Regions from separate parts of the Mus musculus genome. Here all the other regions are linked to region 3. The links are chromatin contacts, called in public Hi-C maps. All regions are on one chromosome and are shown on one strand. Each heading gives the region's core, a stretch centred on a gene start, on an enhancer-like site or on the middle of the called end of the contact. The rest is flanking DNA. Distances are from core to core; before and after follow the strand shown. Region 1 overlaps Gm39242 (a long non-coding RNA gene). Region 2 has its middle 48 kb from the start of Gm39242. Region 3 has its middle 190 kb from the start of Gm39242.

The links. A called contact is a pair of places that touch in the nucleus more often than the background predicts.
Region 1: a contact with region 3 is called in a Hi-C map of embryonic limb bud, with 2.8 times the contacts expected there. The contact joins two enhancer-like sites. A contact is called at or near these places in 10 of 484 Hi-C or Micro-C datasets (cranial neural crest, differentiating embryonic stem cells, embryonic limb bud and 2 more), 4 of 115 datasets of contacts at active chromatin or transcription factors (craniofacial prominence, differentiating embryonic stem cells, embryonic limb bud and 1 more) and 3 of 9 other capture datasets (embryonic stem cells, embryonic tail and embryonic trunk).
Region 2: a contact with region 3 is called in a Hi-C map of cranial neural crest, with 6 times the contacts expected there. The contact joins two enhancer-like sites. A contact is called at or near these places in 11 of 484 Hi-C or Micro-C datasets (the N1E-115 cell line, cranial neural crest, embryonic fibroblasts and 5 more), 2 of 115 datasets of contacts at active chromatin or transcription factors (differentiating embryonic stem cells and embryonic stem cells) and 2 of 9 other capture datasets (embryonic tail and embryonic trunk).

What each region holds. Positions count from the first base shown.
Region 1 is chr8:107,826,480-107,830,289 of GRCm38.p6, reverse strand. Gm39242 (a long non-coding RNA gene) reads left to right here. Exons shown (of 3, transcript XR_879158.1): 2 at 3,259-3,346. Among named protein-coding and RNA genes, the nearest start is that of Gm39242, 6.0 kb to the left of the region's middle. Within about 2 kb of position 2,404, at least 8 of the 459 cell types and tissues checked have an H3K27ac peak or open chromatin away from gene starts, as enhancers often do. A contact at or near this core is called in embryonic limb bud, where this site is marked.
Region 2 is chr8:107,880,248-107,883,630 of GRCm38.p6, reverse strand. No RefSeq gene overlaps it. Among named protein-coding and RNA genes, the nearest start is that of Gm39242, 48 kb to the right of the region's middle. Within about 2 kb of position 1,955, at least 3 of the 459 cell types and tissues checked have an H3K27ac peak or open chromatin away from gene starts, as enhancers often do.
Region 3 is chr8:108,025,763-108,029,202 of GRCm38.p6, reverse strand. No RefSeq gene overlaps it. Among named protein-coding and RNA genes, the nearest start is that of Gm39242, 190 kb to the right of the region's middle. Within about 2 kb of position 1,507, at least 36 of the 459 cell types and tissues checked have an H3K27ac peak or open chromatin away from gene starts, as enhancers often do. A contact at or near this core is called in embryonic limb bud, where this site is marked.

The DNA.
Region 1 (3,810 bases), core at 1,155-3,654, 200 kb after region 3:
AGTGGGTAGCAGTGCTTGCATGAAGAGCTGCACTCAGATCCCAGCACCCAGGTCAAAAACTGGGCATGGCTGCACAAGCGCCTGTAACCCAGAGCTGTAGGAGGAAGAGACCAGAGGATAGCTGAGCCTTGCCAACCACCAGCTTAGCTTCAAGGTCACCGAAAGATTCTACCCCAAGAAGAAAAGACAGAGAATAATGACAGTATTTTAACTTTTCTCGAGCCAGTCTAGAGCCACATTCTAACTGTGCCACCTAGAGAAAGGACTCTGCAGTTAAGAGAACTTACTGTTCTCTCAGAGAACCCGGGTTCAGTTCCTAGAACCCACATAAGATGGTTCACGGCTTTAACTCCAGTTCTGGAGATCAGACGCATGCCCTCTGGCCTCCCAGGTACCTGCACATACACGGAAGCACACATACTCAAAGAGTCCTTTTCTCCTCACACCAAGAAGAAAAGTAACAAAAACAATATGCAACTCATTCCTCCCCCTCCCCGCAGAGTAAACAAATCGAAAGTAGCTTTTTTTTTTCCTCTTTACTCCTTTGTTTAGAGGGACTTATAAGTTGGTATTTTAAAAGTCAACAATCAAAACCATCCTCCTCTTGGAAGTATTTCATTGTACAACAACACACGAGATCCTGACAGTGCATCTGGGACAAAGCAATCACAGGAAAATATTAGTTCTTCAGGGTTCGGGAGATAGTGACTTCCTTCAAAAACCCTTACATCCGTCAATCAAACAAACAACAACAACAAAAAGGACTCTGAGACTAAATCACAGAGACGGGAGGAACAGAGGAGGGGAGGAGGGAGAGGAGGACCAGAGGGAAGAGGGAGAGGGGGAGGGGCAGAAGAGGAAGCAGCCGCAGCAGATCTAAGTGACCCCTGGTCAGTAATAAATACTTAGTAATTCCTCCTTCACGCCCATCTCCACTGCACCTCATACCAGGATGCACAACCTAGATTTTGGAAAGAATCTAGCTAAAAAAGCAGTGGTGGGTCCCACAGGGACCTCTCCCAGGCTCTCTGGGATGTCAAGGTCTGAAGTTCTCTGTTCAGGAGTGCACTAATGCAGTGGTTTGGTCCTGGAGACCCGCACGTGAATCTCAATTAACCGTGGGAAGGGTCAACTGAAGAAGCAGGGAAGAATGAGACTCGGCTCCCACTTGCCATCCATGGGCGCTATAACAGGCCGTAAGCAGTCAGTTCACAGGGAGTGCTCCATCTGTAAGTGCTGAGGGAGGCTAAACATGAGAGAGATTTCTTTACCATCTGGACCTGAGAGTGAAGACAAAGTGACCAGGGTGAGGAATGAGTTGCCTAGGAAGTGAATATTCTACCTGGACACCCACTGTGGATGTGTATAGCTCATTTCATCCTCTTCCATGGCCTCTACACGAACCAAGTGTGCAAGGAAAAGAGACAGGATGCACACTTTACAGACAAAAGGAGCGCAGGCAGTACAGCTGACTGGTTTCAGCTTGCTCCTGGGGAGGGTGGGATACTTCAGTTTAAAAGCTGTGTAAGCCCCACAGCGGATGAGCTGAACCTCACAGCTAGTATCCGCAGTCAAGTGTGGCCCCACAGAAGCACCATGATCCCCAACAGGCCTATATTTACCACACTGACAGAGCATTCCGTGTCACCTTAAAGGATGGAGAACTGCTTAGTCACTGGGTGCTCTTTTGTTTTTTTGTTTTCCATTGTTTTGTTTGTAGACATCTTCTTGTATGCAGGGATGGGGTATATGCATGGAAGCCAGAACACAAGGTTAGCTATCTTCCTCAACTTTCTCCACCTTTATTTTGAGGCAGAGTCTCTCACTCAACCTGGAGTTTACAAGTGTGCTAAACTGGCTGCCTTTTAAGCCTTAGGAGTCATCCTGTCTTCACCCACCCCCACGCCCCACTCCCAATGCACTACAAGCATGTGCCACCACACTGTTTGCCCCCATGCATGCTGGGTAATGTACTAAGCACTTACTGACTGAGCTACCTCTCAGCCCAACACAAGCTGTTGTTCTGTGTTCTGGATGAAGAAAGTGTTGCTTATCTTTGCCCTCCGAACCCCATCCCTAATTGCAACAATCCTTACAAGCACTGAACAGTTCCACAATGTCTGTTTCTAGGGGAAGGGAACCCACCATGCTGAAGAAGAAGGCACGGTGTTAACGTTCCACAAACATCTTTCTTCATTTTTCTCCCTTCAACCGAGAGCTAGAAGCTTGGAGATTAAAAACGGAAACATTTCCCCCCCCCCCCCCCCCCGGCTTCATCTGAACGTGGCATTTGCACAGTCTTCCGTGCCATGTGCGCATGCTCACTGGACTGGCATCCATCCTCAACACAGTGGACAGCCTAGAAAAAAAGCATTATTCTTTCCAGGTGTGCCTGCCTGGGTTATTTATGGCCTGACTTCCTTTCAGAGTGTGAGAAACCTTAGCCTTCTGCCAGCTGCAAGGGATTGCTGAGAAGTATTTTGAAGGGGAAAAAAAAAATATAGAGCGCGACACCCCTTTTCCCCCTCCCCCTTCCCCCACAGCCAGCCACACTCCGTGCACCCCCTTGCATCAGATAGTCAGTGACATGCCTAAATAGGCATTTAACTGTACTCGCCATCAAAGAAGGTGCCCCATGCAGGCAACAGTATATTAACTTAATGAATTCCAGAAAGAATAAGGGAGAGGGCACTGGTAACTCCGCCCGAGTTATCTTCCCTAGGAACACTCATCCCGGGTGGTGAAAACATGCAGACGCGTGCTTTTCTCCATTTTTTAAAAAGAGATGCTTGATATGGGGCCCAAAGATTCGGGGACTACAAGGAACTTAAGTCCAAAGGCAGATCCCAGTTTACAAAGAGGCCCTGTGGCAGACACAGAATTTGATCACATAAACTAAGTTTAAATCAGGGGTTCTCACCCTTCCTAATTCTTTGACTGTTTAATACAGTTCCTTGTATGGTGGTGACGGCCCCCCAACCCAAAAAATTACTTTCGTTGCTATGTTATAACTGTAATTTTGCTACTGTTATGAATCCTAAGGTAAATATCCATGTTTTCTGATGGTCTTAGGTAGCCCCTGTGAAAGACTGTTAGCCCCCACCCACCCATAAAGGGGTCACCCCCAAAGGTTGAGAACTGCTGCTTTAAATGTCTTCTCATTTATGAATAACACAGGAGGGTCTCTGATGATGTTGCTTTCTCTGGCTATACAGCATGAAAGTTGCTTCCGTTAAAAAATCATCATTTGCTTTTTAGGGACCATGTCTTTTAAGCAGTTGGAAGGAGACAGAAGTTGGGCCCGGTCTTACAGGTCTGCAATCGTAGCTGCAATCATGAGGCTGAGGTAGGAGAAGGCCAAGCTGGGTAAATTCATATACAAATTATCCTGTAAAGGGTATGGGCAAACTAGAGATGCAGCTGGGAAGCACAGCACATCCTAGCATGTACAAGGTCCTAGGTTCGATTCCAGGTACTAGAAAAACAAAAGATGGAATCATTATGAAAGATAGCATTTCAGTACCACAAAAATAAATTACAGTATTCTCTGGAGGCAACCCCAGAATACACCTTCCACAGCCAAATCTACCTCTGCTGGAGTCATAAGAAATGGCGGAGTGATGTGTCAACAACAGCAACATTTTAAAGAGCAGCACATCAAGATAAAGGTGCTTGCCACCAGGTTTGTTACCTCAAGTTCAATGTCAAAACCCACACGGCAGAACCAATTCCAGAAAGTTCTCCTCTAACCTTCATATAAGTACCAGTGTATATGTGTACACACACATACACACACACAGGCACACACAC
Region 2 (3,383 bases), core at 706-3,205, 150 kb after region 3:
TTGGAGAGCCTGATTATCAAAAGATGAGACAGAACGCAAGGTCCAGACTGGATAAGCATGCTGGAAGTTTGCTCTTGCCTCATTTTTTTTTCAAAGCTGCCATGACCCATACAGCATTACTGCATTAGGGACTTAGAGTTGGTCTGCTAAGCTTAAAAATAAAAAGAAGAAAGAAAGAAAAGAAAAAAATGGATATTGGATATTGTCACACACACACACCCTCATGAGTTCCTCATTTAAATAAGGAACAGGGTACAATGCATCAGTTAAATCGCAAGCCTTTGTCACTGACACACGCAGCCATCCACTGCCTGGACAACTTAACATGAAAGGGTTTCATTGTGTGAAAACCAGAGCCTCTTTATATATATATATAAGATAATGTATAAAATTCTAGTTATACAACTGGCCGGCATCACAAAGCTCTGTGGGTCCTGGAAGCCTCTCTCTCTCCCCCACCATGGATAATAAGGCATGGGGTTTTGCTTGCTTTGATTAATTTCAGAATATTGCACTGAACCTGCATAATCCCTAAGACAGCAGAGTAGAGGAGAAAAAGTGATGGGCAATGATAAAAAAAAAAAATGAAATGATCAGGCAAAGGCTGTGTTCTATCCGTGCTGTACAACACACAGGTATGCACATGTGCACACACACATGCGCACACACATATACACATACACACATATATGCATACATACACATGCACACATAAACATATATACACACACACATGCATGCGCTAGAGCGTGCACACATACACACACACACACACACACCATCACCACCACCATTACAAAACTGATTTCAGCAAGTACTAACCACAATAATGGTCAACATACAAAATGGTCTTTGACTCTAGGACTTAAATGATATGCACGAGGCTGCAGCAAGCTTAAACAAAACCTCTGAGGTGTCGCCAGGGCTGTGATCAGATATATAACATCACTGGGAAATGCACACCGCCTTTTTTTTTCCTCAAATCACAGCAGCCATTATTTATACAAGTACTGAATATGGAAAAGGCTCTGACAACTTTACAGTGGTGTTTGGATGGATGAAGATGCGGGATGATGGATGAGGGAGACAGAGGATTCCCTTATTAAAGCATCAAATTCGCCTCTAAATATCAAACAGACATCTTAGCCCCAAACGCGTACTGCTTCCTACTCAAAATCATATAGACCGAACACATGAACGGCCTTTCTTTGATAGAAAAAAAAGGCAGGGTGTTCGCCTAATGAGTAGTGTTAATTTTGGACTAGGCCATTAAGTACCTTTTTTTTCTGCATAATGTGAACTCAGAGTCCATGCCTATCAAACAAGAATAAACGTGACAATTTGCAAATATAAATGAATGTTGGCAGAAACGGGACAGATCCCCACCCTGCCATTCTGTTCTAAAATTTTAGTAAATAATTTCAGCAGATAGCATCTTCCAGCTATATTTTTGGTGTCTTTCTTGACAGGAAAGCTGCTATGAAGGGATGAAAACTCACCATTTACTCTGTGATTTTTTTTTTTCTTTAATACTGTGCTCGGATTAAAAATATAGACTCATACATACAATGTTGGTAGCACTGCAGCGCCCACTAGTGGACATTCTGGAACCACGGAGGCTCCTGTCTCCAGCGTACATTCAACAAACCAAGTGTGTTCATCGTAAAAGTGTAAAATCAAAAACGAACAAAAGAACATAAGATAAAATGAGCCTGATTTACGAAGTGTGGCAACTTGATTCTTATTGTTTCCATATGATGATGAGGCTGGTACTTTTTTCCACAAACCTCAACTCTACCTTGGCTCTTCCTGTAAGATTAACAGTAGGCAGAGAAACATGGGCCTGATATTCATGAAGTGTCTGTGTCTAAGGAATCTTGCCTAAGAGTTCAACTAGAACACGAGAGGGTCCGGAAGCAAACAAACAACAAAACCAAATGCCTGTTTGTAAAAGAAGCCAGTTCTACCCTAGTCACTGCATGGGCTAGATCTCGCCTATCTCTGCCTCCCAAAGCAATGACACCACTGGGAAGTGGTCTTTTGGTATCAGCATGGTCTAACATGTAACCCAAGAGTAATGTGATTATAACTTACCAGGAAACAATATTTACATGTTGCTAGTGTTTCCGGTTCCTTTCCTTACAATGAAAAACAAGTTTCCTTTGGTCTTTTAATGTTTCTAAGTACAGTGATGATTAAAGCCCATATCTCTCTCTCTCTCTCTCTCTCTCTCTCTCTCTCTCTCTCTCTCTCTCTCACACACACACACACACACACACACACACACACACACAGAGAGAGAGAGAGAGAGAGAGAGAGAGAGACAAAGACAGAGACAGAGACAGAGACAGAGAAATATTTTTCACACATAAGCCTAGAGATTTTTCTTTAGTTTCATGTCTAAGAATTTGTATATTTTTAAGGAGCTTATTTTAGAAAAAAAATGCTAACACATTTCTAAAACTTCATTCACAAAGCTGTAAAGGAACAAAGCATTCTTAATTCGTGTTAACGAAGACATCTTATTTAGCAGGTGTGTGTTGAAAGGAAACAACGCAAGCCAGGAAATCAAGACTAAACTAGTTTTAAAATCCAGAGGGTTTGCCCAATGCAAATTAGGAGTTGTGTTTTAACACCTGAGAACTAGTGATATCATATCAGCCAATTGTGGAGGTCTGAGTCTTTGCTTTCTCTGAGAAAGAAAGAAAGAAAGAAAGAAAGAAAGAAAGAGAGAGAGAGAGGGAGGGAGGGAGGGAGGGAGGGAGGGAGGGAGGGAGGAAGGAAGGAAGGAAGGAAGGAAGGAAGGAAGGAAGGAAGGAAGAAAAAAAGAAAGAAAGAAAGAAAGAAAGAAAGAAAGAAAGAAAGAAAGAAAGAAAGAAAGAGAGAAAGAGAGAGAGGGAGGGAGGGAGGGAGGGAGGGAGGGAGGGAGGGAGGGAGGAAGGAAGGAAGGAAGGAAGGAAGGAAGGAAGGAAGGAAGGAAGGAAGAAAGAAAAGCTTCCTGAGCAGGTGGAAGTGAGGACTCTTTGGATACCAGTGAGCCTGACTGGTGACCCTGACCAGAGAGTTGCTTCCAGGCTCTTTCCTGAAATATGCCACTGTCCCTAACTCTGAAGCCATCAGAAGCCCAAACCTGGGCACCTCCTCTTTGTTGTGTCTTGACACAGACACATCCTTCTTGATTCACAGTTGAGCAGTCGAACCTTTGTATGGGTTGTTTTGGAAAGAAAGAAGGTTAGTAAAAAGAAGGAGGAGGAGGAGGACGATGTTGGTGGTGGCGGCAGCGGCAAAGGAACTGGGAAGCAGTTTCTGCCATGACAGCATTGCCCACATCTCTGAACCCATTCCCAACATTGGTTTGAGCTCCTCAAAGACACAAACAGGCA
Region 3 (3,440 bases), core at 258-2,757:
TGTTTTCCTAAATTAAAACATTTTTTGTGTGTATGCATATGTGGATATCTTCCTCTATGATCTTCTACCTTATTCTCCTTAGCTGGTATCTGTCACTGAACCTGTAGATTGCCACTTTCAACTGTGTTGGCTTACTGACTGCCAAGCCCCAGAAATGAACCTTCTGTGTGTAGACAAGCGCATGGGCACACACACACCAGCACTAAGGTTAGAGGCATGTGTAGCCATATCCCAGCTTCTTACACAAATGCTGGATATCTAAACTAAGGCCCTCATGCTCAGACAGCAAGTATTCTTACTCACTGAGCGATCTTCCCTTCCTGGGGATTCATACTTTCAACAAAGCCCACTCTGGTGGTGTGCAGATCATGCTTGGGAACGCCTTGCTCGCATCTTGCAAGTACCAGTTAGTGAGAACAAAAGAGTAGGTAGGTGCTCTAAACAGTGTGAGATTCTAAATCATTGTCTTTAGTGGCGGGAGAGGGGGGCGCTTGGGAGGGCGGGGGAGGCTTTCAAAGCACCAGGCAGGCAGTCACTGGAGCTCCCAGAACCCTGGTAATGTGATCAGCATGCATTTAGCTTGCAAACCATCTCGTTTACAGATGGACAAATGCCAGGCGATAAATCAGTGGCAGGGCCCACATAAAAAAAAAACCAAAATTCCAGGCTCCCTAATACCACCATCCAGGTGTGTGCTGACCTATGTCGGCCAATGGGCCATTCTTCATAATATTAAATAATAGCATGTGCTGCCTGCAGGTGATTTTGAGTGGCATCGTGATATATCCCACCGGCATCACAAAAGCAGATGGCTTTCATAGCCATAGATACTCAAGATCTGCTCTATCTATGTACCCACCTTTATTTCAGGCCATTAAAGGGGGCCTCAAGAAATGTAACATCAATATGGGGGGGGGGAAGGCTTCTCTTTCCTGGAGGAGAACAGGGGGTGACCATGTGAGCACAGTGCCATCTCAATAAGCACGCCAAGAAAAATCCCACGGAAATATCTGGGCGGCAATAAACGTGATCTTATCTCAACACTGAAATGGAAAAAGGAGCTGGTCCCCCTAAATCACAGGAGTAATGTGCGGTGGAAAAAGAAAAGGACAACTGTGGACAAACTCAGAGAAGAAAGTTTTATTAATTCTAAATATGCCTTTCCCCCACTGGGTTTACACTAGCATTCCCCCTAATGGGATCCAGATGTTCCGCCAGCCTGGAAGTAGCTACCTAGGAGAAAACAGTAGCTCGCCTCCTTTAAGTTAAAAGGGCGAAATCGTGGCGCTACAGGCTGATTTACAGTTTAGTTCAATCAGCGCCCACAGCACGGAGGGATGGAGAACTGTGGACCGTGGATGAAGGCGAAAGCCCGCCTTGGAAAAGGCTGGCGGCTCAAGAGTTAATGCCAACCTTTCCTGTGAATGCAGCCCTCTGTGTAGTAGCTAATGAAGGTAATGAAATATGACATGTAGTTTGGCCCTTGACCATGGAGTGCACCCCCCGCCCCTCGGCGCTGCGAACAAAGCCAAAACAGATGTAGCGACTTCTGTATGGTTTGGGGTTGGCGTCTGTTACACAGACCAGGTGACCCGCACATTCCCAGAATGTTCACTTCTGACACACGCGGCATTATCTGAGAAGATGCTGCCTTTGTCTGTGAAGTGCGAAGGGGAAGCGAGAGACGGAGGGGTGCAGCTGAGGGGGTGGGGGCAGGGGTGGGGACGGGGTGAGGGTGGAAGCTGAGCTTCCAGGGATGTTCAGCCAAACTCCTGCCCTCTATGCCCTGGTTCTCCTCATTCACTGTGAACTGGAAAAACAACAACAACAACAAATTCTTTCTTGGAGGCAAGGGGGTAGCCTGGCAAATGTGGAATTTGCAGAAAATCTCCTCCGTGCCTTTACTTCTCTCTCCAAAGCAAGGCCCAGGGAATGAGACCCAGGGATGGGAACTAATTGCTGAAGCTACTTGGGCTGGTCACTCTAGTACAAGGACAGAGCAGCCAGCCACTCCTCAGCAAAGGCCGTCCGTATGTCCATATTTCAGGTTTCGTATTTCAGGTTCCCATGCAGACCAAATGGCCGAAATAAAAGCACAGTTCTGGTGACTAAAACCACAGCGCTGGGCTCTGAGGAAATACTAATTGTAGTTGTCATGCTGTCTGGCTTCTTCACTCTTGAGGACCACTGGATAAGGTGGCTGTGTGATGTTTCCCCCACCCCCCCAAGGGATCTTAAGTAATTTTTTTTTTAAAGAACATATCATCAAATCTTGGCCTAAATATAGCATCTTTGTTGGTTTCCCCCCACCCCCAAAGGGATCAGACCTTTGGCAAAGTTAGAGAGAAAGAGAGGAACAGGGAGAAAGAAGAGGAGGGGGAGCCTTGGCAAGTGGGAGCCTGTTCCCAATGTTATTTATTATCTTCAGCAGACACTGACATGTGGCTTTTGAAAGCGGATACTGTACCTTTAACCTTGACTCCAAAAGCATGCTTAATCTGTGATGCAAACCGAGGTTCCAAACTGGAGAGCCTTGGGGTAGTGGCTGGGGGGTGGGGGTGGGGGGGCGGGGGATGGGGGTGTGGCTAGATTTATTTATGAGGCGCGTGGAAAATTTTGACATCACAAGCTATGGCCATTATTCACATGTTACATGACACAAGATTGGCCCTTTTAACGCAGCAACATCACATAAAAATATGATTTTTGTCCTGTGACGGCAGGCTGATCATATAGTGCTCACCTACCTACCCAATGAAATGTAATCTCTTTAGGTCAAAGGCCCCAAGAAAGTGATTCAACTGGGTGGCTCCAGTCTTCCATCAGACTCTAGGAAAACTAAATTCGGATGAGGCTCGATGAGGAACTCAAATTGTAGGAGGGTGTGGATAGATCGCTGAATGGAACAGAGAACATTCTGGAACAGCCCACGAGGCTATCACAGGGCCCTCTCAGCACAGCTCTCCACAGTTGCTCACTGATATAGATCTCATTACAGATGGTTGTGAGCCACCATGTGGTTGCTGGGATTTGAACTCTGGACCTTCGGGTGCTCTTACCCACTGAGCCATCTCACCAGCCCAATGCCAGACTTCTAAATTCTTTTTTTTTTTTCTTTTCTTCAATGGGAAGGTTGGGAGCCAGATAACCCAGGCAGATGCAATAAGAACCCCCAAATGCTAAAAGGTTACATGGCACTGCTGTCCACACAGCAGTGTGTCAGTAAATTTTCCTTCTGTCACAGAAGCACCATTAGGTCATAAGCATCGGTAGGTTGTCACTACTGTACCTCAACAACCACACCCAGGGTTCAGGGCCAACTTCTATAGGGAAGGGATATAGGGAAGGAATTGGTGGGGACCCCAAGAGGCTCCCAATTTTACAAAGCATTCACTAAGATACACTTCAGCCCAAATCCCAACCATGCAAAAGCACACTGC